2 separate regions of the Mus musculus genome follow, and region 2 is linked to region 1. Evidence: chromatin contacts called from public HiChIP or PLAC-seq data. All regions are on one chromosome and are shown on one strand. The core of a region is the stretch at or near the end of the contact, and the rest is flanking DNA. Distances in the headings are between cores, read along the strand shown. Region 1 overlaps Kcnt2 (potassium channel, subfamily T, member 2). Region 2 overlaps Kcnt2 (potassium channel, subfamily T, member 2).

Evidence for each region. HiChIP or PLAC-seq counts read pairs in DNA pulled down with a chosen protein or histone mark.
Region 2: an H3K27ac HiChIP or PLAC-seq map of embryonic stem cells shows a contact between it and region 1, with 6 read pairs. The contact joins two enhancer-like sites. A contact is called at or near these places in 1 of 484 Hi-C or Micro-C datasets (embryonic stem cells), 2 of 115 datasets of contacts at active chromatin or transcription factors (both in embryonic stem cells) and 2 of 9 other capture datasets (adipose tissue and pancreatic islet).

What each region holds. Positions count from the first base shown.
Region 1 is chr1:140,324,796-140,329,049 of GRCm38.p6, reverse strand. The region is part of intron 1 of Kcnt2 (potassium channel, subfamily T, member 2); the gene reads right to left. Among named protein-coding and RNA genes, the nearest start is that of Kcnt2, 81 kb to the right of the region's middle. Within about 2 kb of position 2,454, at least 3 of the 459 cell types and tissues checked have an H3K27ac peak or open chromatin away from gene starts, as enhancers often do. A contact at or near this core is called in embryonic stem cells, where this site is marked.
Region 2 is chr1:140,432,586-140,436,839 of GRCm38.p6, reverse strand. All of the region lies in intron 12 of Kcnt2 (potassium channel, subfamily T, member 2), which reads right to left. Among named protein-coding and RNA genes, the nearest start is that of Kcnt2, 190 kb to the right of the region's middle. Within about 2 kb of position 1,834, at least 7 of the 459 cell types and tissues checked have an H3K27ac peak or open chromatin away from gene starts, as enhancers often do. A contact at or near this core is called in embryonic stem cells, where this site is marked.

The DNA of each region.
Region 1 (4,254 bases), core at 1,205-3,704:
AACTATGCATAACTACAAGAGCTGTCCTCTGTATAAGAAGAGTTCATCATCTCCATTTTAGGGGATATTTATATGTCTCAAAAATGTAAAAAAAATGTGACTCATACTAACCAATAGTAACACACAGAAAACTCATAGTAACCAATAGCATGCTTATGGATTAAACTTTATTTAGAAATGTTTATTTTTACCTGTTTTTGTGTTTAGTGTTTGACAAAATGTAACTACTTTTCCCTCTTCCCTCATCAAATACCTTGAAATTATTTATATCAACCCACTTGGAAATTTTTCCAGATCAGTTCCTTTTATTCAGCATTTTTATTTATACTGTGATCATCATATATTTTGTCCTTCATACAGTTTATAATATTGTCAGAAACAGAAAATAATCGACAGCAATAATTATATAATTACACAGAGTAATAAGTGCTCTAAATGAAATTTCCAAGTAGCTTGAAGGGTGGGTGGGTGGGTCGGAGGAGGAACTTACAAAGCCCTCTATTGTACAAAGCCTGAAACAGCAGATATGTAGTTAGTCAACACACAAAAAAAGAATTCTGATAGCTGAAAAGAAACTATCATTTCCAAGTAGTAAATAATTTCAAGCAACTGGAATAAGAGTTGGGTGTTCTTGTTTCATATGTACAAAAGCAAGGGCATTGATGTCTGGAGTAGGGGAGTCACTGAGTTTACTTAAGACATATTCGTGTGTTAGCATATCAAACCACAATTTTACAAGACTGATCCTGCAGTCAGGGACTGTTCACGTTTTAGCATTGAATCCCTTTGGTGTATAAGCACTTTTCAATATGGTTATATTTACAGGAAAACATCTCTTGGAGGTAATGTTCCTTTAAGTAAACTGATTTACTTCTTGACTAGGAAGGCAACTGTCTCTGCCTTAAAAGTGCACAGCAGGCTAACTACATTAAAGTATCGCATCTTTAGGTCCTATTCCAGACAATAAATATGTACAAGTCATGAAATTACTATCTACTATACTTAGGGGGCAATTATTTGAGCCATAATAAGAATGTTAATGTCACAAGCTAGCCAGAGATGAATAAAAAGAAGGAAATAAAAGGACCAAGAGGGATAGGAAGTTATGAATTAAGCTAACATTAAGTATAACAAATGTAGAAAAGCTTTCACTCTAGTATTTGAAATCATAAAAAAATACAAGTGTACTTTCTTTGATTTCTGATGACAAAAATCCACAAAAATTCATTTCCATAGTGAATATATGTAATTCACTGCAAGAAAAAAAACAAGTACATTGAGGAGCTCAAAACTCCTCTCCTCTCCTCTCCTCTCCTCTCCTCTCCTCTCCTCTCCTCTCCTCTCTTTGCTGAACCATTTCAACAAGTAGAGGCAAAGTCTGAGATGCTATTTCTTTAATGAGAGAATTATTCATAATAATTTTCCATATTGAAACTAGACATGACATGGAAAATATTTTGTCATTGAAACTGACCCACCTCCCATTTCTATAAATGATTCTATTTTTAAAAGAATAATTCTGATTATAATTTCCCATTTCAGTATAGCCTGTGTCTAAGTCATACTCACTTTGCTAAAAACGATGCAAACATTCAAAATGACACAATTTTGAATATTCTTATAAAATCATATATTTAATATTCTAAGGAGTCTGAGATGATATATTCTCTCACATCACAATAAAGTCACTGTGATGTAAGCACCAGCAACTGGCATGTATCTCACTTTTCCCCTGACTGAAATTCATATCTACAATATCAAAAGCTAAAGCTCTAGTTGTTCAGCTGTTATTTCTTTGTAAACATGTCTGTCCTAGGCCCAGTACATTTAGAGATGATAACCATAGCACAAAGGAAGTTGTAGGGAACCATGAGATGACCTGTTTAGAGTCCATATGAAACACTGAATGCTGCAATGTGCAATGGAACTGAGAGAATGAACCATATCCCTGTTTTACAATGGTTATTTCCAATATTTTTAACATATTCATGTTAACATGTTAGCATCTGTGAGCACAGGTAAGACCAAAAGTTCTGCTCTAAGGGAGGTACCCAAATCCCCCAGAATACAAGAACTGAGGAACATCCTGGGACAGGTTACTTCCACTTTCCATCTGCACTTGGAGCAGACTCTGTGCCGCAGAACTCCTAGATCCCACCTAGAGAGAGCAGGTCACCCAGAAGTGCTGATACACCTGAGAGCACAGGTAAGACGACCACTTTTCATCAAAATCCTGTCCCGAGAGGGAACTGTCCAGAGCCATCAGGACACAGGAACCAAGAAAATGGTCAGGACAGGAGCCTTTTGGTTTCCATCTGTTCCCCAGAGCTGTCCCTGTGTCACAGCTCTCCATACCCAAATTCCTTCCAGAGAGAATGGTCTCACAGGAGTACTGACACACAGACTTGCAGGAGGAACAAGCCACAGTGAGAGACAGCAAGACCAGCTAACACCACAGATAACCAGATGGCAAGAGGCAAGGGCAAGAACAAGAACATAATCAAGAGAGAACAAGACTATCTGGCATCATCAGAACCCAATTCTCCCATGACAGCAAACCCTGGATACACGAAGACACTGGAAAAGCAAGACTCATAATTAAAATCATATCTCATGATACTGATAGAGGACATTAAGTAGGACATAAATAACTCCCTTAAAGAAAGACAGCTGAACACAGGTAAACAGGTAGAAGCCCTTAAAGAATAAACACAAAAATCCCTTAAAGAACTACAAGAAAATATAATCAAATGGGTGAAGGACTTGAACAAAACCATCCAGGATCTAAAAATGGAAATAAAAAGAATAAAGACATCATAAAGGGAGACAACCCTGGAGAAAGAAAACCTAGCAGAGAGATCAGGCGTCATAGATGCATCACCAACAGTATACAAGAGACATAACAGAGAAGAAGATGCAGAAGATACCATAGAAAACATTGATAAAACAGTAAAAGAAAATGCAAAATGAAAAAGCTCCTAACTGCCCCCCCAACCAATCCAGGAAATCCAGGACAAAATGAGAAGATCAAACCTAAGGATAATAGGTATAAAAGAGAGCAAAGATCCCCACCTTAAAGGTCCAGCAAATACCTTCAACAAAATTACATTAAAGACTTGTCACAAAAGACCACACATGGTATGTACTCAGTGATAAATGGGTATTAGGCAAAGAATGTGGAATACCCATGATATAACTCACAGACCACATGAAACTCAAGAGAAAAGAAGACCAAAGAGAGGGTGCTTCAGTCCTACCTAAAGGGGGAACAAAATAATCAAGGGAAGTAGAGGGTGGGAATGACTTGGGAGAAAGTGAAGAAGAGGAGAGGAAAAGGGGGGAATAATCAGGTATGGGAGGAGGTGGAGGATCTGTACAGAGGGTCAGGAAATTGAACAAAGGTAGCAATGGGGGATGGGGAACTGAGGGTAGCCACCAGAAAGTCCCAGATGCCAGGAAAACAAGAGGTTCCCAGTATCCCTATTGGGATAGGGATGACGTTAGCTGAAATACCCAACAAAAGGGACTGAGAACCTGTAGGGACCATATCTAGAGGTTAGGCACCTTTTTGAGGGATGGGGCCACCCGTCCTTCTCAAAAAAAAATTTAACCCAGAATTGCTCCTGTCTAAAGGAAATACAGGGACAAAGAATGGAGCAGAGACTGAAGGAGAGGGCATCTAGAAACTGCCCCACTGGGGATCCATCTCACATGCAGACACCAAACCCAGACACTATTTCGGGTGCCAAGAAGTGCTTGCTGACAAGAGCCTGATAACAGCTATTTCCTGAGAGGCTCTACCAGATCCTGACCAATATAGATGAGGAAGCTTGCAGCCAACAATGGATTGAGCACAGGGACCCCAGTGGAGGAGTTAGTGGGAGGGCGGAAGGAGCTGAAGGGGCCTTATCTGGCATCAATGTGAGGGGAGACCCTTGGTCCTGTGAAGGCTTGATGCCCCAGTGTATAGAAATGCTATAGAGGTAAGACAGGAGTGAGTAGGTGGGTGGTGGAGCACCTTCATAGAAGCAGGGTAATGGGGAATAGGATGGGGGGTTGGAGAGGAGAAACTGGATAGGGGGATAACATTTGAAAATAAATAAATAAATAAATAAATAAATAAATAAATAAATAAATAGATAAATAAATAAAAAAGGAAGTTAATTTGCGCTGAAGTTTAGTAGTTGAGGAGTAAAATGCACACTATAAATAAATATGTTCTTTTTGGAAATAGAAGGTGTTTTGACCTCTTCT
Region 2 (4,254 bases), core at 585-3,084, 110 kb before region 1:
TGCTGTTGGCTCCAGACTCACTTTCCTAGTAACGGGAAAGAGCTTTTATGTTGTTGACTACTGTTGGGTATCATTGTTCACCTTTGCTTTAATCACACTTAGATTTTGATAAACCTTTTCATATCTTACCTAAGAGTTGTTTGCTGTTTGAAAATTATTCAATACCCAGTAATGTTTCTTGACCTTCTTTGTTTTCCTTTCTGAGAAAAAGATTACTAGAATATAAGTGTAAAAAAAAAAATCTAGGAATTTGAAAAGAATTGTGTTTTGTAGTTCTAGCCTCCTGGAAGAAAATATATATATATATATATATATATATATATATATATATATATATATATATATATATGTGTGTGTGTGTGTGTGTGTGTGTGTGTGTGTGTGTGTAAAATATAATATAATATATATTATATAGTTATAATATATGTATATATATATATATGAGAGTGAGAAAGCTATATATAGAGAGATATATAGATACAGATGAATAAATATGTATATGTGTGTATATAGATGTATATATATCCGTATATATGTTTGTACATATATATGTATATATATGTACATATATATTTTTAAATTTCAAATTATCTTTGTTTGCTGTCATTTCATTACATAATACTGGTATGAACACGAGTACATCATTAAAGCAAACCACTCAAATCAAAGGTATATTAGCTTTATATTCTCAATTTTTATTAATAAATTAATTAATTTCTGTTTCTTCTTCAGTTTCTCTGATCAATATTCCTCATGTCAGTTTTGCTCCCTGTATTGCCTATCTACTTCCAATGCAAGTTTTGTCATTTCAGATCCATTATGTTGCACAAAGCAAGTGTTACATACTGGAGAGGTTTAGCCACAAAATTTGATTAGATTGAAATGATATTTTCTACTTTTGATGGGATTCACTCAGAAAACTGGTCCTCAGTCCCCTTCTCTTCACCTCTTAATATGTAGATATTTTCTAATCCACTTAATACTGAATTAGTTTTATCCTGTGGTTTATTTTTCTTCAGTTCAGAGCCTGGAGTTTATCTTCCAGGCCTCTTACTGAATTTTCCCTGAGTTATTTCCAGAATCTGCTTTATAATTCCTGTATGAGTTTTTTTTTTGATTGTTTTGTTCTGTTTTGTATTCTATTATTATTGTTTGATGTATACAGCATGATCTCACATTACACTCAAGATGTTTATTGAATGACAAGATCCTCTGAATTGATATTGTAAAACTGATTTCTTCATCCACATTTATAGCATGCTTGTTCTTCTTCTCCAGATTTCTCCTTTCTACTTGGGGTGAATTTTGTGTTTATTCACTCTCTTTTTCATTGTTGCATTCTTAGTAATCCCCAAAAATGTCCACTGATGCCTATTGACTGAATAAATGATGGACTGAAATGTATTTATGACTGAAACATCCTGAAACAAGAGTGGATTCTAGTTGGGTTGTAGTATATATGGTCCTCTATATGGTGATTACATATTACACCAGAGAAGTCTAAGTTTGTATACTCATCTAAATACAAAAATGTATGCCTATGTAATCACACACACACCTGCATACACCACATTCTCTTCTAATGACCATTTTCTCAAGACATTGAAAGATGCATATTAAAGATATCGACAATTTGTTCTGAGAGATATGGTATGCATCCAGGCCCCTCAAATTTACTTTCTGACTTAGAAAGTAGAGGATTCAAGGAACGAATTGCCCAAATAGAATGGCTCTTCTAGGTTTCAGAAAGAAATCAGCAATGCAAATGTGGAGAGATTCAGGGAATCCACTCCTTGCTCTGACTTTGAATAAGTCCTAGAAGGATCTCTACTTTAAGCAACATCTGTCCCCTTCCTTGCTGCTGCCTCTGAGCTTCCCTTGCCAACAGCAGACTGCTTGTGATTTCCTCTCTCAACCTAAATTTTAACTTCCTTCTGGATGAGTCAGTTGCCATTCATCTACTTGCTTTGTGCCTTTCAGAATTCTACTACTTTTGTCTCATCTCCTTAACCTTTCGTCTTCCTAGGTACTTTTATTAACTTCTTGTCAATTTACTAAAATTGGGAGGAAATAGTTTACATTTATTTCAATGAAAGCTTCCCAAACTCATGTTGTAAAGTTAACTCTCATAGATATATATTTATTTCTGCATGTAATTATGTTCCTGCTCTCAGTATAAAATAGTATAAAACCTATTAAATCAAGAAGCCGTATGTAGGGCACAGGATTGACAGCAACATGTAAAACAATCAGAGAAAATAAAGATTATGTTCATTTCGAATTCATTGCTTTATCAGATCTTATTGAAGCATTTCTATGCCAAACTATTTAGAAAACCTTTGTAGTGGGTAGAAAACCTTGTCAGAGAGTCCACACTTACAAAACTGAGGGGCCTTGTCCCCAGTTGGTTCTGACTGGTAAATAAAGATGCTTACAGATAATGGTTGAGCAGTGCAGAGAGAGTCAGGAACTTAGGACTCCAATGTTTGGGATCAGAAGAAGGATATGGAGAAAGGAAACAGGGATCTGCCATGAGGGGAGAGTGTAAATGAGAGGAGAGATGCCATGCCTTAGAAGAGTGCAGAACAGAGAGTCTTGGCCACCATGTGAAGGAGATGGGGGAGTGCAGCCCAGAGCACAGCCTAGTTGAGCAGCCCTCTGAGTCCAGAGCAGCCAAAATAGAATATAAAGTTTAGTAAGTAATAACTCGGGATTATTGTCAGGAAGTGGATTAACCTTGTGCCTTGTGGAGACTAGGCAGCTATTGTCTACAATAAGGCATATCAATATATTAAAGGCTGTGGTGTGTGTGTGTGTGTGTGTGTGTGTGTGTGTGTGTGTTTGTGCCTTTCATTCAGGAACGTAAACCTTTGAGGTGGGTAGTGAAAAAAAATCGTCTCTAATCTCTTATCCTATAAAGGGGTAATATCTAAAATATATAAAGAACTCAAGAAGCTAATTTCCAAAAGAAATGAAACAACCTAATCAAAAATGGCATAGAGAGCTAAACAGAGAATTCACAACAGAGGAATTCTGAATGACTGAGAAGCACTTAAAGAAATGTTCAAAATCCTTAGTCATCAGAGAAATGCAAATTAAAAAAAAAAAAAAAAGCTCTGACATACCACCTTACACCAGTCAGTGTGGTGAAGATCAAAACCTCAAACAACAGCACATGCTGGCAAGGATGTGAAGAAAGAGGAAGCCAGGCACACGCCTTTAATCCCAGCACTCAGGAGGCAGAGGCAGGCGAATTTCTGAGTTTGAGGCCAGCCTGGTCTACAAAGTGAGTTCCAGGACAGCCAGGGCTATACAGAGAAACCCTGTCTCAAAAAACCAAACCAAACCAAACCAAACCAAACCAAACCAAACCAAACCAAACCAAACCAAACCAAACAAAACAAAACAAAAATAAAAAAATAAAATAAAATAAAAAGAAAGAAAGAAAGAAAGAAAGAAAGAAATAGGAACACTCCTCCATTGCTTGTGGGATTGAAATCTGGTACAACCACTTGGAAATCAATCTGGCAGTTCCTCAAAAAATAGGAAATAGTTCTGAAGACCCAGCTATATTTCTTCTGAAATGTCCCACCATACCACAAGAACATCTGTTCCACTATGTTCATAGCAGCCTTATTTATAATAGCCAGAAGCTGGAAACAACTTAGATGTCCCACAACAGAAAAATGGATACAGAAAATGTGGTTCAATTACACAATGGAATACTACTCAGCTATTAAGAACGAGGAGTTTTGCAGGCAAATGGATGGAACTAGAAAATATCATCCTGAGTGAGGTAACTCAGATGCAAAAGGACATAAATAGTATGTACTCACTAATAGGTGGATATTAGCCAAAAAGTACAGAATACCTAGGATACAATCCACAGAACTCAAGAAGGTTAACAAACAGAAGGGCCCAAGTCAGGATGCTTCAATCCCACTTGGGAGGGAGAAGAAAGCAATCACTGGAGGCAGAGGGAGGGAGCTGAGTTGAATAGGGGAGAGTGCAGGAAAAGGGGGAACATGATCAGGTGTTAGTGGGAGGAGCAACAGAAGAGAAGTCCTGAGGACCAGCAGAATGAATAGACATATGCAACCTTGGGAGTTGGGATGTGGGGGTACCCTGTAGAATGTACCAGGGACCTTGACTCGGACCTTAGATGAAATGAAAAACAGTGGGAAGAGGGAACTTGTAGAGTCCCTCTCCAGTTGAAGGACAGGGCATCAATTCCTGTCTGAAAGAACTGCAGGG